Linked DNA regions of Xenopus tropicalis: region 2 is linked to region 1. Evidence: chromatin contacts called from public Hi-C data. All regions are on one chromosome and are shown on one strand. Each heading gives the region's core, a stretch centred on a gene start, on an enhancer-like site or on the middle of the called end of the contact. The rest is flanking DNA. Distances are from core to core; before and after follow the strand shown.

The links. Hi-C and Micro-C count contacts between places; a contact is called where the count stands out from the background.
Region 2: a contact with region 1 is called in a Hi-C map of neurula embryo, with 2.2 times the contacts expected there. The contact joins the promoter of cdc42bpb here to the promoter of traf3 in region 1. A contact is called at or near these places in 2 of 5 Hi-C or Micro-C datasets (gastrula embryo and neurula embryo).

What each region holds. Positions count from the first base shown.
Region 1 is chr8:97,748,716-97,751,911 of UCB_Xtro_10.0, reverse strand. It overlaps traf3 (TNF receptor-associated factor 3), which reads right to left and starts at 1,529. Exons shown (of 11, transcript XM_031890884.1): 1 at 1,294-1,529.
Region 2 is chr8:97,965,412-97,968,607 of UCB_Xtro_10.0, reverse strand. It overlaps cdc42bpb (serine/threonine-protein kinase MRCK beta), which reads left to right and starts at 1,496. Exons shown (of 38, transcript XM_004917176.4): 1 at 1,496-2,169. The coding sequence starts at 1,995.

The DNA of each region.
Region 1 (3,196 bases), core at 280-2,779:
AGTACCATAAAAAATAGTATATGTGATAGCAGAGATAGACTGGTCTTTGCACCAGTATTTATAGAAGATAACCCCGGCCAACATATCCCAATGCACATATTTTCTTAGCACCTCAGTATGTTCATTAATGCTTTTACCCGTAGGAATGTATCAATGCACTAACCCCCCCCCCCCCCACCACCACCACCAATTTCCAATAATCTAAGTGCTAAGCAATGTTGCTGAGCCTTCCCAACCCATCCAGTGTTAATCAGCCCTTTATATACATCATGTTCATCTATTAAAGGATGTCTTCATTTGCATTTCTTGATTTTTATTTGTTTCTAATCAGCAATATTATCCTTTGCTATTTGTTGTCTATAATGGATGAGATAGTCTGTTTAAATATACCATACCATAACAGAGAAAATGAATAACTGCCTCATATATCTTAAATACGGACAACAAACAGATCATTTCTTGCCCTTTTGTACATTTACATTTCTTCTTATGCCCATAATAGAGTTTATGATCTTTTAATAAATGTAAGCAAATGTATCCCCAAAGCCAGTTTTATTTTTTTCCATTCATTTATATTCTCTGCTCCCGCTTGCCTTATTTCTTAATTAAATTACTTACAAAGTTATTAATTTACAGCTGGATATTCAGAGCCCCATGGCTTGTGACAAAATGTTATAGCCGGCAGGAGAATTTTAGTCACGATGCACAGATCCTTCTAGGAGTTCAGACTGCAGTACTATTAACAAGGTGGAGTGACAGTCATTTTGTGATGTTAAAAAAAGAATGTATAAGCTTGATCCTTGGTAAATATATTCATTTTTTTCAAATATGCAATATAAAAATATTCCAACTATATCATTTTCAATATGTCCTCTTACCAAGGTTGACTAAAGGGGGGTGCCAGAGGCAGGAAGGTATCCATTTCAGTGCCTGCTTCCATCTTTTTTTCCCCCCATCACGCCCTGGGGCACCTAAAGTGACCCGGCACACATCATGTCACTGCATTGACTGGTACATTGCCAAACTGTTTTTCCATGACTGATGTTTTTTTGATGAAAATATGTTTTATGGTAGGTTCTGCCAGCTGCAGGAAATATTCCAGCCCTTATCTCAGAACTATTTTCACTAGAGACAGCAACCTGCAAATACCTACAGAGAAAAGGGCACCTGCAAAGCCTATGCCTTGTGCCCTGCCAGCTTGCTCCCCCCACCTGCCAGTCCATTAGAACATGCCATTCCATTTAGAAAGGTCACCGATCACGGGAGGAGGGGGGTAAAGGTAATACAACCTACCTCTTTCGCACTTTACTGAATTCAGTGCTGCTTGGCACCAGGTGTCTAGACTCCATTGTAGGAAAAAATAAAGGTTATCTGGAAGCAAGGGTGCTTATATGCGTGCTGGCAGAGCCATCTGCAAAAAAAGCGATCAGCAGGTGGAAACTGACTAAGTGGACAGCAGGAATACAGACTAGTTGCTCAACAGAGCAAACCATGTCATCTGTGGGCAGCTCGGAAGAACAAGTCGACCGCAGTGATGAGGTCAGAAGGAGAAGAGCTGCAGCAGCTGCACGTCCTATAGCGAGCGCCTCAGCACCCATCCACTGCTGCACTGGGACTGGCTCCCTCCAGCGCACAGGGGGTTGCGTCTGCTAAAATCATCCCTTACAGTAATGCAACGGTAGTATGCAGGACCACCCCCCCCACACTGGAGTGAATGGTGGCGTCCAGAGGAAAAAAAAAAAAGGCTGGTAGTTTCGCAGCGCAGCATCTGTATGTGACTGAAGGGAAAGGCTGCTGAAGGTGGCGATGGGAAGCCGATCAGTCGAGCCTGCGGTAGGTCGCTTAAGGACACGGTACTGCACATGGCACAGTGAGAGATACACGCATGGCACAGTGAGAGATACACGCATGGCACAGTGACAGATACACGCATGGCACAGTGAGAGATACACGCATGGCACAGTGAGAGATACACGCATGGCACAGTGACAGATACACGCATGGCACAGTGACAGATACACGCATGGCACAGTGAGAGATACACGCATGGCACAGTGACAGATACACGCATGGCACAGTGAGAGATACACGCATGGCACAGTGACAGATACACGCATGGCACAGTGAGAGATACACGCATGGCACAGTGACAGATACACGCATGGCACAGTGAGAGATACACGCATGGCACAGTGAGAGATACACGCATGGCACAGTGACAGATACAGCATGGCACAGCGAGAGATACACGCATGGCACAGTGAGAGATACACGCATGGCACAGTGACAGATACACGCATGGCACAGTGACAGATACACGCATGGCACAGTGACAGATACACGCATGGCACAGTGAGAGATACACGCATGGCACAGTGACAGATACACGCATGGCACAGTGAGAGATACACGCATGGCACAGTGAGAGATACACGCATGGCACAGTGACAGATACAGCATGGCACAGCGAGAGATACACGCATGGCACAGTGACAGATACACGCATGGCACAGTGAGAGATACACGCATGGCACAGTGACAGATACACGCATGGCACAGTGACAGATACACGCATGGCACAGTGAGAGATACACGCATGGCACAGTGAGAGATACACGCATGGCACAGTGACAGATACAGCATGGCACAGCGAGAGATACACGCATGGCACAGTGACAGATACACGCATGGCACAGTGAGAGATACACGCATGGCACAGTGAGAGATACACGCATGGCACAGTGACAGATACAGCATGGCACAGCGAGAGATACACGCATGGCACAGCGAGAGATACACGCATGGCACAGCGAGAGATACACGCATGGCACAGCGAGAGATACACGCATGGCACAGCGAGAGATACACGCATGGCACAGCGAGAGATACACGCTTGGCACAGCGAGAGATACACGCATGGCACAGTGAGAGATACACGCATGGCACAGTGAGAGATACAGCATGGCACAGTGAGAGATACAGCATGGCACAGTGAGAGATACAGCATGGCACAGTGAGAGATACAGCATGACACAGTGAGAGATACACGCATGGCACAGTGAGAGAGATAGGCAGGCTGCCCTCCGCACGGGACTGGGGCTGCGCCCATGTCTGTGCTGCTTCATCTGAGCTGCCCTTTTGCCACCCTGGCTGCCATATGGTGATATCATTATATGGACATGCATGGAGGTGCCAA
Region 2 (3,196 bases), core at 247-2,746, 220 kb before region 1:
CATCTAACCTATGGCCAGAAAAAAACCTGTCTCTATGGTGCACTGTGGACAGCAGAATGAATATGTAAACAGCAACATGGAATGTGAGAACCTTGTAAAAGACTGGTACCCTACAAAATCTAAATGAGAAAATGAAAAACTACAAAGTGGGGCAGCAGAAATACCAAAAAAGCTGGCTCTGTCAATAAAAAAATAATTTTAGCTGTTCAAGCACTTGCAAATACTGGCATATTTCCATAAGCTTTTATGCACAATTTAATGGCCTAATATAGGGCTCTTAGCTCTAGGTAGATTTTGCTGTGTTTCTGCCCAACTGTAAATATGTCAGAACAGGCAGCAACTGAAAGACAGATTTTTTTTTCTTTCAAAACTGTAAGTTGTGTATATAGCATGGACATAATGTCTGCACAATCAGAAAAACATGTTTAATTCTAGAAATATTTTCTCTGCTTGCATGGGAACATTATAAAAATGTTAATTTCTAGTGTATATATGAATTATCTACACCTTTTATTTTCATTTATTAGTGGTTTTTCCTGTCTTTTGTTCCTACAGCCTATTAATTTAGGGTGGTTGTCTCAGTCTTAGGGGCTGATTTACTAAGACACGATTTCGAATCCGAATTGGAAAAATTCCGATTGGAAACGAACATTTTGCGACTTTTTCGTATTTTTTTGTGATTTTTTCGGCGTCTTTACGATTTTTGCGTTAGAACGCGAGTTTTTCGTAGCCATTACGAAAGTTGCGCAAAGTCGCGATTTTTTCGTAGCGTTAACACTTGCGCGCAAAGTCGCGCCTTTTTCGTAGCGTTAAAACTTAAAAGGCGCAACGTTTCACGCAAGTTTTAACGCTACAAAAAAAAATCGCGACTTTGCGCAACTTTCGTAATGGCTACGAAAAACTCGCGTTTTTACGCAAAAAACGTAAAGACACCGAAAAACTCGCGTTTTTACGCAAAATTACCGATCATTACGAAAAAAACGCAATCGGACGCATTCGGCCCGTTCGTGGGTTAGTAAATGTGCCCCTTAGTGACTTGAGATTTCTACATGAAGTAGAGGCAAAGTAACAAATCAGCACAGCATTAATAAAGTTGGTTTAGTTCCCCTTAAAACAACGAATGATTCCCACTGTCATGGATTTTATTCTCAGGTTTCATGCTCCTTGGCCTAGAATCAATGCTGGTAATTTGCACCAAGGTAGAAGGTAGATGATACAAATTATGAAATGCTTTAGTATGTAACAAGGCGGCAAAAAAGGTAGAATGATGAAAACAGCGGGTCCTGATTGTTCCTATGCGACATGTATGATGCCCCATATTCCGCGCAGCTATAGATTAAATAGGAATGTTATCACTGCCTGTCACTGCCTGACTGATCCCATTTTCCATCTGGCACAAATACTACAATGCCTTCGGGTGTGTATGAGAAGATGAAGTTTGTCCCATCTGCTGCCCGTACTCCAGTGAAAGTCTTTATTCCCTATGGATATGCAGTGCTGCCTCCTGGCCGGAAGAGGGCTCTTCCAACATTGTTCTGACGTCAGTCGGGACATTCCTTCCCTTTCCGGTGGGAAGGGCTTCGTCTCCCGGTTCTGCTCCGTGATCCCGAGCCAAAGAGGAGAAGAAAAGGAGGAGCATTGAAGAATACAGGGAGTGGGGGCGGCCATGATCTCCGCCGGTTACGCTGTAAAGCAGCAGCAAGCGGCTAACTAACTTGTAACTGAGGGGAGAGGGATACTGCACAGCCGGACTGGGTGGGGGGCTCGTCCCCTGTTCATGGACCAAGCGGGCCTTGGAGCTGCATAGTGTCTTGTGGAGCCTTTGCCATGTCTGGATAGGTCCTAGCGAGCAGCCGGGGGGAAGAACGCCTTAGTGTGTCCTCAGGGTGCGGGGAGCCACCCTACAAATTGCCATTTCTATTGGCAGCAGTGCAACGCCATTCACTATCATAACCTGCTTAGTTTAGCTAGGCTGCTCGCTGAGCCACGGGAAGATGTCGGCCAAAGTGAGGCTGAAGAAGCTGGAGCAGCTGCTCCTGGATGGGCCCCAGAGGAACGAGGCGGCCCTGAGTGTGGAGACCTTGCTGGATGTGCTTCTCTGCCTGTATACCGAGTGCAGCCATTCCACCCTCCGCAGGGACAAGTATGTCAGCGAGTTCCTGGAATGGGGTGAGTGTGGGCATCACCATGGGCACTGGGCAAAGGGATCCGGGCACTGGGCAAAGGGATCCGGGCACTGTAATGTTGCACAACCCATGCACACACATTCTGACTTCCACAGCATTGACTATAGGATTATTTGGCCGTGCAGACTTTGGTATAAAGGTGACCAAGTGCATGCAAACAGTTTATACATGGATGTAGTAGTATTCAGGCCTCCATGGAATATCTATTTGGCAAATTAGCTTGGTTGCAGTGTATCCCAGGATCTTCAGTGGTGGCTCGCTATGCTAGTGTGTGGGTTTAGATAAACAGTTATCTGTCCCCAGATTGTGTTCAACAACACCCCCAGCAGTTCTTTACCAGGGAGGAGGGGTTGCAGGCTTTTGTCATTCAGCAACAGCTGGAGGGCCAAAGGCTGGGCATCTCCCTTTAACTCTGTTATTGTTTATAAAACCAAGGCTTTAGCTTCCACTTATCAGCCTGGCACTTTAATCCATTTGCTGCTAACCATTTGGCAAACCAGTCAACAACTAATATTCTGCATATAAAAGTTGGGGTTTATAGTCTTACTGAACAACATGTGACAGACCCTCCTCCCAAGTTTAGAAATTGGGAAATTGTGTTTCTTTTTACCGTCAGTGACTTAAACCATTGTAAACACGAGTCTCCACATAAGGAACACATGGAGGAACACACCAGTTTGTATCTGTTAATGAGATTATTGGTTTTAAATCCTGCATGTAGAGTGCCTGTAATCAGGGTGATGTACATATGTATCTGTGCTGCTGTCTTGGGAGAGGAGATAAGTCTGAGCTTTTCTTCTCTCAGTTATGTCAGGATGTGTTGGGGGGGGTATTAATGTGAGCATTGACAGGGAATACCTCTGATATAAATCAAGCAAAAGTAAACTGCCATGGACCAGATCAGGTTAAAATATTAAGTCAGTGGTGTGTTGGATAACTTCTCCATTGGTGGTGCCATCTGGACAGGTAAAGGTTTTTCAATTGAATGATTGCTCTGAATTTGTATGTTT